2 separate regions of the Athene noctua genome follow, and region 1 is linked to region 2. A link is a contact called in public Hi-C data. All regions are on one chromosome and are shown on one strand. Each heading gives the region's core, a stretch centred on a gene start, on an enhancer-like site or on the middle of the called end of the contact. The rest is flanking DNA. Distances are from core to core; before and after follow the strand shown. Region 1 holds the start of ABHD10 (abhydrolase domain containing 10, depalmitoylase). Region 2 holds the start of PLCXD2 (phosphatidylinositol specific phospholipase C X domain containing 2).

The links. A called contact is a pair of places that touch in the nucleus more often than the background predicts.
Region 1: a contact with region 2 is called in a Hi-C map of liver, with 2.4 times the contacts expected there. The contact joins the promoter of ABHD10 here to the promoter of PLCXD2 in region 2. A contact is called at or near these places in 2 of 2 Hi-C or Micro-C datasets (heart and liver).

Annotation. Positions count from the first base shown.
Region 1 is chr1:144,151,671-144,155,944 of bAthNoc1.hap1.1, forward strand. It overlaps ABHD10 (abhydrolase domain containing 10, depalmitoylase), which reads left to right and starts at 1,256. Exons shown (of 5, transcript XM_074928426.1): 1 at 1,256-1,387. The coding sequence starts at 1,273.
Region 2 is chr1:143,999,928-144,004,705 of bAthNoc1.hap1.1, forward strand. It overlaps PLCXD2 (phosphatidylinositol specific phospholipase C X domain containing 2), which reads left to right and starts at 3,163. Exons shown (of 4, transcript XM_074898925.1): 1 at 3,163-3,423. The coding sequence starts at 3,282.

The DNA.
Region 1 (4,274 bases), core at 6-2,505, 150 kb after region 2:
CCCTCAGAGGCTGGCCAAGGCTCAAGGGGGAAGCTAAGGGAGTTCCTCTGCTTCTCTAATTGGATTATGTGCAAAGTCTCAGATTAGGCCTCAGTGACAGACAACTGTCTCCATGACTCTGTTATCCACACAAAAAGGACGGAAAAGATAAATTTAAGATAGCTACATCTTCCATACATATTTCACTAATGATCACATACTGAGTTAGCAGCTTTGTCTCATGGCCTGTTGCTCAGGCTTCAATACCTCCACATTTACATCAGAATAGGTGGTTTGTAATAACTTAGTAAAATACCTGTTAGCACTATGGTTATCAGTTATAAAATATACAGGATTCATCTGTAGGTCAACTCTGGCTTGGGCCTGTTGTCCAAGCCTTAGCCCTTCAATCCATCATTGGTTAGTAACACTCTTCCTCCAATTTAAGGTTACGGTGGGTTTTTAATTTTCTGTGCAGCCTCAAAGGGTGAGGGTGAAGCACTCTAATCTCTTAATTAAGCTGATGTACATTAAACAATTTTAACAAGCTTCCATGTTCCAGGATGTTTCTTTTTTTTTCAAGAACGGTAGCTCCTGATTAGAAGTTTCTTACGAATTATTGTTAGTGGTTTGAAGAACAGGCTGACCTAGCTGATGCGTCCAACCCGCCCTTGGATTTGCTGAGAAACATCTGTATGGACAGTAATATTTAGTATGTGTCCTTGGGTGCGGTGAGAAACATTTGTGTGGCCTACAATGTGCGATGATAAACAGTTGTGCAGCCTATAGTTTCCCATTGTTTCTCATGGATAGCAAGCACACAGAATGTAAGCAACTCTGAACAAGGCCTCTTGTTCCGGATAACAGAGGTGATCAGGGGAGGGGCGGCAGGTTTTTAAGTGTCCCTTCTGTCTGGCTGTAAGGACCAGTCAACTATGTGCATTGCATTTGATATATGTACGTTATAAAATGTCTCTATGTATACAGGCAACTTCAAGGACGGAACTTTCCAGCCAGGGTCTTACGGCCTTGTCTTGTAGAGAGAGCCCCTCAAGGAGGGTCCTCCTTCCAGAACGCACCGAGGGGTGCTCGTTAAGTGTCTTTATGGGCAAAATTTTGTTTTCTCCTTCACAACTAACCCCTCAGACCCACACCCGCCCCACGCCCGGCAGCCGCTGGCACCCGCTAGTGCGCATGCGCGCCCCCGCCCCGCCCGCGCGGGCGGGAGGTCGTGCGGCGCATGCGCGCGGCCCCCGCCCCACCGTTGGCGCGCGTGCGGCGCGCGGCGGGGCCATGGCGGCGGCGGGCACCCTGCGGGGGCTGGTGCGGGGCGGCGGCGGCGGGCGCCATCGCGCCGCGGCCACGGGGGTGTTGCTGTCGCCGCTGATGGCGGCCCTGGGGCTCCCGGGTAAGGGATGGGCCCCGGGGCACTCCTGGTGGCACTCCGGCGCCGCTCCTCCCGCCGCCGGCTTGGGAGCCCGGGGAGAAGGGGGTGTCAGTCCGTCCGTCCGCCGGAGGGGAGACGATATAGTGTCCGTGGCGGGTGTAACGGCCGGCGGGTGTTTTCTGTCGGCAGAGCGCGGGGCGGGCAGCTGGAGGTGACACCCTCCCGCCGCTTCAGCGCTGCCCCCACCGGGAAGGGCTAGGGCGCCTACCCGGGGTGGGGGTGTTACCGCCGCTCCGCTCCGCTCCGGAGGACGCGGTTTGTGTCAGGCTTTTCCTCCCGTGCCGAGCCTGCGGGGGGACGAGTCTGTGTGGGTGCAGAGGGGGGGCCGGTACAGCCCCAACTTGAGCGTGTCTGCGGAGCAGCTGCTTATCCACGCGTGTTTACTTCAGTGTGAGCTCCTGTTGCTGTTTTCCGAGGAGCTGAGAAAAGGAGGAACGGGCCGCTTCGCTTCCCGGGGTGTGAAGCGTGCCTACGCGTGAGCCTCCACCGGCCGCTTGAAAAGCTTGGGCTGGGCATCCACTTTTGAGTGCTCAGCAGTGATCCTCTGCCCAAACACGTAGTGCCCCATCTTGCTGTTCCGGACTCGATGCTTGTCTGACTTGAATTTATTCATTGCCTTAAATTTGACAGATCTTGACTGGTCTTGTTGAGGTAATGAACCTCAACTGAGGTTGCTTGGTGTAGAAGAGAGTAAAGCTTACTTGCTAGTAAGGCTGCACGTTTTGTATCTGCGTAAGAACATGAATACAGTGGGGGGTTTTGTTGGTGGTTTTTCTGTCTTTCTGTGTGTTAAGAGTGATAGCCTGATCAGAATAGCTGGTTACTGAGTGTGCCGTTGGGTGCCCTGAGAGTGGGCTAAGCAACAGGTCCTACTGGTGGCCGCCTTCCTCCTGTAGCATAGGCGACTGCAGGAAACGAGGTGTGGACAATGTTGAGGCCGTTCTCTCCCACAGCTGCATTAATCCTCTGCTGCTGCTGTCAGTGGGTAGGTCACAGTGCTGGAGCATTTCCAAGGTTGTTGGGAGGATTTCTTTGGCTTTGACAGTGCTGGGCTCAGTCACAGTTTCTGTTGTTCATCACACAACTAAAATTGCACAGTGGTTCTGATATGCAGAGAGTTCCATAGCATCAGGGAGGGGGCCTGTGGTCTTCCTGGAGGTAGCTCCTGTGTCTGTAGCTTGCTTTTATAGATACTAGTACCACCTTGCACCCTTCAGAAGTGCTTCCCTGCTCTTGCCAAGATCTGTCACTGAAAACAGGAGGAGAAATTACTGGGTAGCTGTTCAGTTATTGATGTTTTTGTCTGTCTAAAGGAAAGTCTGAGAGCACTAATTCAGAGAACTGTGCTTTTGGATTGGCTGGGGTGGTTGCTTTAGGGTTTTGTGCTACTAAGGTTAAGAGTGCTGCTGGTGCACCTGCAGTAACTTGTTAAATGTGGAATATTATTTGTGGACTAGCTTAGGCAGCGATTGTGTCTTGTAGCTGCAGTTTAAAGCCTGCCCAATTGTCAAAAGAGTTAAGAGGGCACCCCTAGAGTGCTGCAGGATGGAAAACCAGTGACTTAAGCGAAGGTCATCAAGGCCACCAAGGGGGAGAAAAATACATCAAGAAGTGATAAACTTGATAGGAAAAGAATTAGGAGTATTTCCTTTGTTACTGGCAGGTGAAGAACGGACTGGATTACTGATAGAAACACACAGAGACCAAAAGCCACAGCATGAATGAATAAATACACCTTTACTGTTGGCATTTATTACACTTTATAATAATTGATGCATCAGTAGGATGAAGAACTGTCCCTTTGTTTCAGGAAAGATTTATTGGTTTTAATCTATGGTTCAAAGGGTATAATTTCTATTAGATTGTAGGAAAGCGTTGAATAATGGCTGCATCCTGCATCTGATATGCAGCCACATTTACTCATGCACATGCAAGTTTAAAAACAAACAAAGCCCCCTAAACCCCTTGACTGTAATCTCTCTGATAGTGAAAAAAACAAACTCAAAGCTGCAGAACAGTGAAGTGGTGTAATACTGTCATGGCCTGGTTTTGCAGTATTTATCCAGTTACTTTACCACTAGGAAGCCCTGATGTGTTTGGGGTTGCATAGTTTTTCTACCCCACTATTGATTCACAGTGTTGAAGGACCAGTCTTCTTCTAATCTAAGAAATGAGAGTATCAAAGTCTTAGAAGCCTTGACCAAGCTTTCAGTTTAACATATTATCTTGCTCTGTGGGATAATAGAGTGGATTGAGTCTCCATAACACCCCTCTGCAAATCACTTGCTCTCCCCCACAGCAGAGGTACAGCAGACTGCTAAACTTAAATTACTGTAGCAGCTGTGAGATTCATCATAGTTATTAATTGGTTAGCATTTCCTTTGTTAATCTTTTTTCCTTGTTTGAAACCAATTTTTTTGATGGTTGGTAATGTGAATAACAGAGTCCAACCTAGTGCTTGCTTTCCAAATGTGTCTGGTTTGTTATCTTGAACTGAAAACAAGATAACTTTAAGTTTATGCTGATAGGAAAACTTTTCTTCAATGTGTTATGTTGCAGATCAGTTTGACAGAAGTTGTGCTAAATGATCTTTAATTTTTTTAATATTTGCAAAATACTTAGGTTTGGAAAGTGATATTTAATTCTGGATAAAGAGAACAATCTGAGTACTGGAATACCATGACTACTCCAGCAGGAATACACCAACCCTGTAATGGGATATCTGTGCCTCTTTTGGAGATGCATAAGAAAATCATTGCTCTACAGCGGTCAACTCTGTTTCTTATTATGGGCTGTGTTTCATGTATTGGTCTGTATTTACAGAACATGTAGCTTTATTTTGTTTTTT
Region 2 (4,778 bases), core at 1,913-4,412:
CTGAATGTCCTTTGCAGCTCGGAGGTCTAGAAACAATCTTAATCACAAGAGCCAGGCTGTACTCATGCTGCACATCGTAGCGTGGGATGCTGAAAATGGCTGCGAAAAGTCGCTGTGCTGTGGGAGCGCTACCATATTCTGATGCTGTCACGTGCTCTGGTACTAATAAAAAGTGATGGCAAAGGGTCAGAGACTTTTGAGAGGCTGTGAAGGGAGCAGGTTTGAGGCTGTCCCCACTCCAGCTTTAGCTCCCTTCTTTTCTAGCTGATCTGATGGCAGAGGACTGCTAAGACCTACTCTCCTGGTAGAGGCTACTGCCTGAGGTGGTGGCAGTTAGACTGCTTTTCCCACACCAGAGCACACCCTACCCACTCCCCTTCAGACTCTGCTGTCTGTCGTACACACTCCATCTTCTTTATGTCATTTGAAAGATGGGAAACGCAGGATAGGGCCTGGCAAGGTGTTCTGCTGATTGAGGATGCCAATTAAACTCAGACACTGAAGTGAAAAGAGTAGGCTTATTTTACTGTTAATAATTAAAGGATATAACCGTAATACAGAAAATAAGCAATAAGAAGAATACAGAATAGTACACTTAATTATTACTATATACAGTTAATTAAAGAAAATAAGAATAAGCAAGGTAATGCACCTAATCATTGCTACACGATGGGGAGAATAGTAATTAAGAAAGATCCATCACCACTTGCATATGTTACCAACGTATGGTAACAGCTCTGCAGTCGCTGGGGAGCCCCGGTTACAGTGAGGATTTGCAGAGCCTGTCCCGGCAGTGGGAAATCCTGCACAGTGCGTCCACCCATAGGTGAGGCATCCAGAGTTGCTGTGAACAGGTCCAGCCTTACATACCAAAAATCAGCAAGCCAGAATAACTTGCACCTTTGTTTTGAGCAGAAACATCTGGTTTCATTCTCCTGTTGGATTCCACCCAAAGCCTGGCCAGGGCTCGGGTGAGAGAACCAAGGGAGTTTCTAGCAAGGCCAAACACTTGGGTTCTCAGCCTTGAACAAGGCTAAACAAGGGAAGTAGGATACACATTCTCACAACATTTCATCCTCACTACTGGTTATATTCTGTCTAAGCTACATCCTTCATGCTAGTGAGCATACGTATTTTGTTAATGATCAGATACTAATTAATAAATGCTAATGGTAATACAGATTTTACTAATTAGCAGATACTAATAATGGATAACGTTTGGTTGTGAGGTTCATCTAGAGGTCAACTTTGTTTCCAGTGCCTATTATTCAGGCCCTAGCACTACACAAGGTCACTAAGAGTACCGTGTTGGCGCTCAGCCCTAATAGTTTTGGCTCTAGACTACAGCTTCAGTGTTTACAGTTACACCAGCCACAGTGAAATACTGCCCCAAAGACACAGAGATGTCCTCGAGAATGTACCAGCCTTGGTGAAATGGCTACCCGTATGCTACACTAAACCAGCCTTGGTTGCCAACCATATCTAAGGATTTCACATGCTGGGCATTCCCCAGCTGTGATGGTGGGAACGAGAGAGAGAGTGAAGCAACGTGAAATAGTGATTTAAAGAAGATAAATTTGCAGGAATATACACTACTTAGTGTAACTAAGAGAAAATGCTGGAGTTCCCAAAGAATAACCCTTCTTTTGCTTCAAGATAGAAATTTTATTGCAGGAGAAAATGTTTATGATCCCATGCCCGTGGGTTTGCATAGTGTGGCCTGCTCTCTCCTACATCAGAAGCAAGCATACTAGATGGTCTTAATGGGGAGGAGGAGCAGGGCTGCAGGGCAGCTGAATGCCTATCAAACCTAAATTTGTCCTGGAGAGCTAGGAGCCCAGGGTCACGAATGCTTTGTGAAAACCTCTTATTGAAATTGCACTATTTTTAAGATTGTTCAATATCACAGCTCTAAAAGCAAAACGTGTTTGTTCCCTTCCTTGAAAAGGAAAATGCAAGTTTATGGAAGGAGAAAGGTTCTGGTTGTATTTGGTGAAAATACGTATTTAACATATATGTATTTACAGATACATTTTTATACTTATAGTTCAGTTAGTAGTTTTACTGTGTATTAATTAAAACATTCTATGACTAATGTGCAAACTTTAATAGGTCAAATGATAAATACTTTTTATTTAAATAGTATTTATTTTTGAATTCTCTTTAACACGTTTCCTTACAGGCAAAACAGGCGACTCATGAAATGTACACACTTACTATTTAATGTTCAGCCTTTAGTCATTTGACAGTGAAAAGTTATCTTTCAGAGCAGCGTTATCTTTTTCCACTGCCATACGATGAAGTAGACTTCTGTGTTGTATACCTAGACGTCTCTATATCCTGTGTGAAGAGTAGGGAAAGAGTATGTTTGCACATAATATTTGTAAGCAGCGGTTAAGAAGAGAACCTGCTCACACGAAGCATTATCCTTCAAAGATATGTAATAACACCACGGAGAAAAAAAAGAGGATCCGTTTCATATACTGCAGCAAATCCAGAAATTGTTTCGGACGAAACGCTTTACGTGGCAGCTAGATGAGCGTGAGGCGGGGTGCACGCGTGTGTGGGGCTGTCGGGGAAAGGGAGCTGCTGAAGAGCAGGTGGCGCGGAGGAGACGGGATCCTTCGGTCTTCCGCGGTGGCGCCGGCTGGCCGGGCGCAGCGCGGACACTGCTCCAGCCCATCCACGCACTGACCACTCGACATGTTAGGGCCGCGGCGTCGGCCCTCTACGCTGGGGTAGCTGCTCTGGTGCTGTCGAGCGGCTCCAGAACCCAGGCCCACCGCGGTCTCCAGGCGCGGCCATGGGGAAGCGGCCAGTGCCGCCAGCCGCGGCGGAGGGGGCCGTAGGAGGCCAGAGGACGCGCAGGCCCTCGGCTGACGCTTCTCCAGCGCCAGGCCGCGCCCCCCTCCCCTGAGCCGACACACGCGGTAGCGGTTCCACGGGTCAGGGAGTGCGCAGAGCGAAACCCAGCCACGGCGACGGCTCCTCCCGCCGCTGCGGCACGGCGGGCACCCCTTCCCGCCACAGCCCCCCCGCGCGGGCCGAGCCGCCGGGGCGGGGCGAGGGGCGGGGTGACCGGCGAACAGCCAATGGCTGGCCGCCGTTCCGCTGTGACGGCACCGCGCCCGGCAGGGCCGCACCTGTTACATAAGGGGGGGCCGGGCGGCCGCTGCCGGCCCTGACCCAGCCGGTCCCGCTCCCCGTCCCCGGTCCGGCCCAGGCCCCAACCCCGACCCAGCCGGGCCCGGCCCGGCCCGGCTCGGCTCCCTAGACCGGGGATGAGGCCGCCGGCCGGGAGGGAGGGCGGCCGGCGGCGGCGGCGTTGGGCCGCGGGAGCCATGGCGGAGAGCAACGCGGACTGGATGGGCTCGCTGCCGGCGGCGCTGCGCTCCTACCCGCTCTCCAACCTGGCCATCCCGGGTAGGGCAGCGCGGCGGGCCGGGCCGGGGAGGCGTCGCTTGGGCACCGGGGCCTGCCCCGCCGGTGGGGCCTGTGCTGGCGGCGGGCTCGGCCGACGGGTGGTGTTGGCCCGGGCGTGGGAGCCGGGGAGCGGGTGTGCTCGGACTGTAGCAGACGCGTCCGACTTGGGGCGTCCGAGCCTGTTTTGGGGTGTGAGCAGGGGCCAGCGTGAGCCCCGCCCGGTGCAGGAGAGGAGGGAGGGCTTAATCTGCTGTAAATACAGCTGGGAGTCTCTGACCCGCTCACCTGCTCATTTTCGCTGGCTGTGAAAAAGGTAGCAGTGACCTCTGGAGGTCTGAAACCTCTTCAGGGTTTCTCGGGTTGTTTAGGCAAGGCTGAAAGCAGGTAGGGAGAAAGGTTTGTTGACGTTGATCTTAACAACTGGAGGTTCATCACAGGAAATGTCTGTTATAGCAGAACCTGTCTGTGGCTTGTCAGAGGGTAAAAGAGTACAGCACAGTTATGAAATATTCCAGTGCGTGATGTTACACTGAAGGCACTAAAACGCTGGAGTTGCTTATAAAATTTTTCCCCTTTGCAGCTAAACTTAAAACAACTAACTCCTAGCTCCTGTGCAGTGCTTGTAGTTTAAGAAACCGGCAAGGGTCAGCCCATCACTTCTGGTTTACAGATAAACTGACAGATGAGGAAGACAACAGATGACCCTAAACTTACTCAGGAATAGGCTGACTTTCTTAGGTAAATGGAAAAAAAAAATAATCTGGTATTGCTTGTAGATGTCAATAGGGAAGATTTCAGGGGTGGCTGTTGTAGCAGCTCATTCTGATACTGGATGTTAGACTCTGGTTCCTAATGGTACAAGCTTGATTTTTCATCAAACCTTCTGGATATGTGTTATATAGCGAGTATGCACAGACACTTCCCTGGAAACGGAGTAACTTCCTTTTTTTGTGCCAGCAGAGACAACTAAAGGACATTTGAAACATGTTGAGAAGGGGCTACACACCTCCTGTGGGGTACCACAGTACTCACTACTCTATTACCTGAAGTAAACCAGTCAAAATGCCAAGTTTTAATCAAAAGTAGCGTCCTTTCCTACCCTGACAGTAGCAAAAGCATTTTATGTAACCCTGTTCATTTGAACATGGAAGGGGAACAGAAAGGAGGGTTGGCGTTCGTATAAAATTCAAGTGGCTGCAGATTTTTGAAACATCTGGCAAAGAAATCCTTCTCTATTTTAGTGAACAGCAATAAATCAATTTGCTTGCTGTAGCAGCTTATGTGCTGTGAGACTTTGTGGAATGTTGTGATACAGATTGTGTCAGGACCATTGCCACTGTCCATCACTTGCAAAC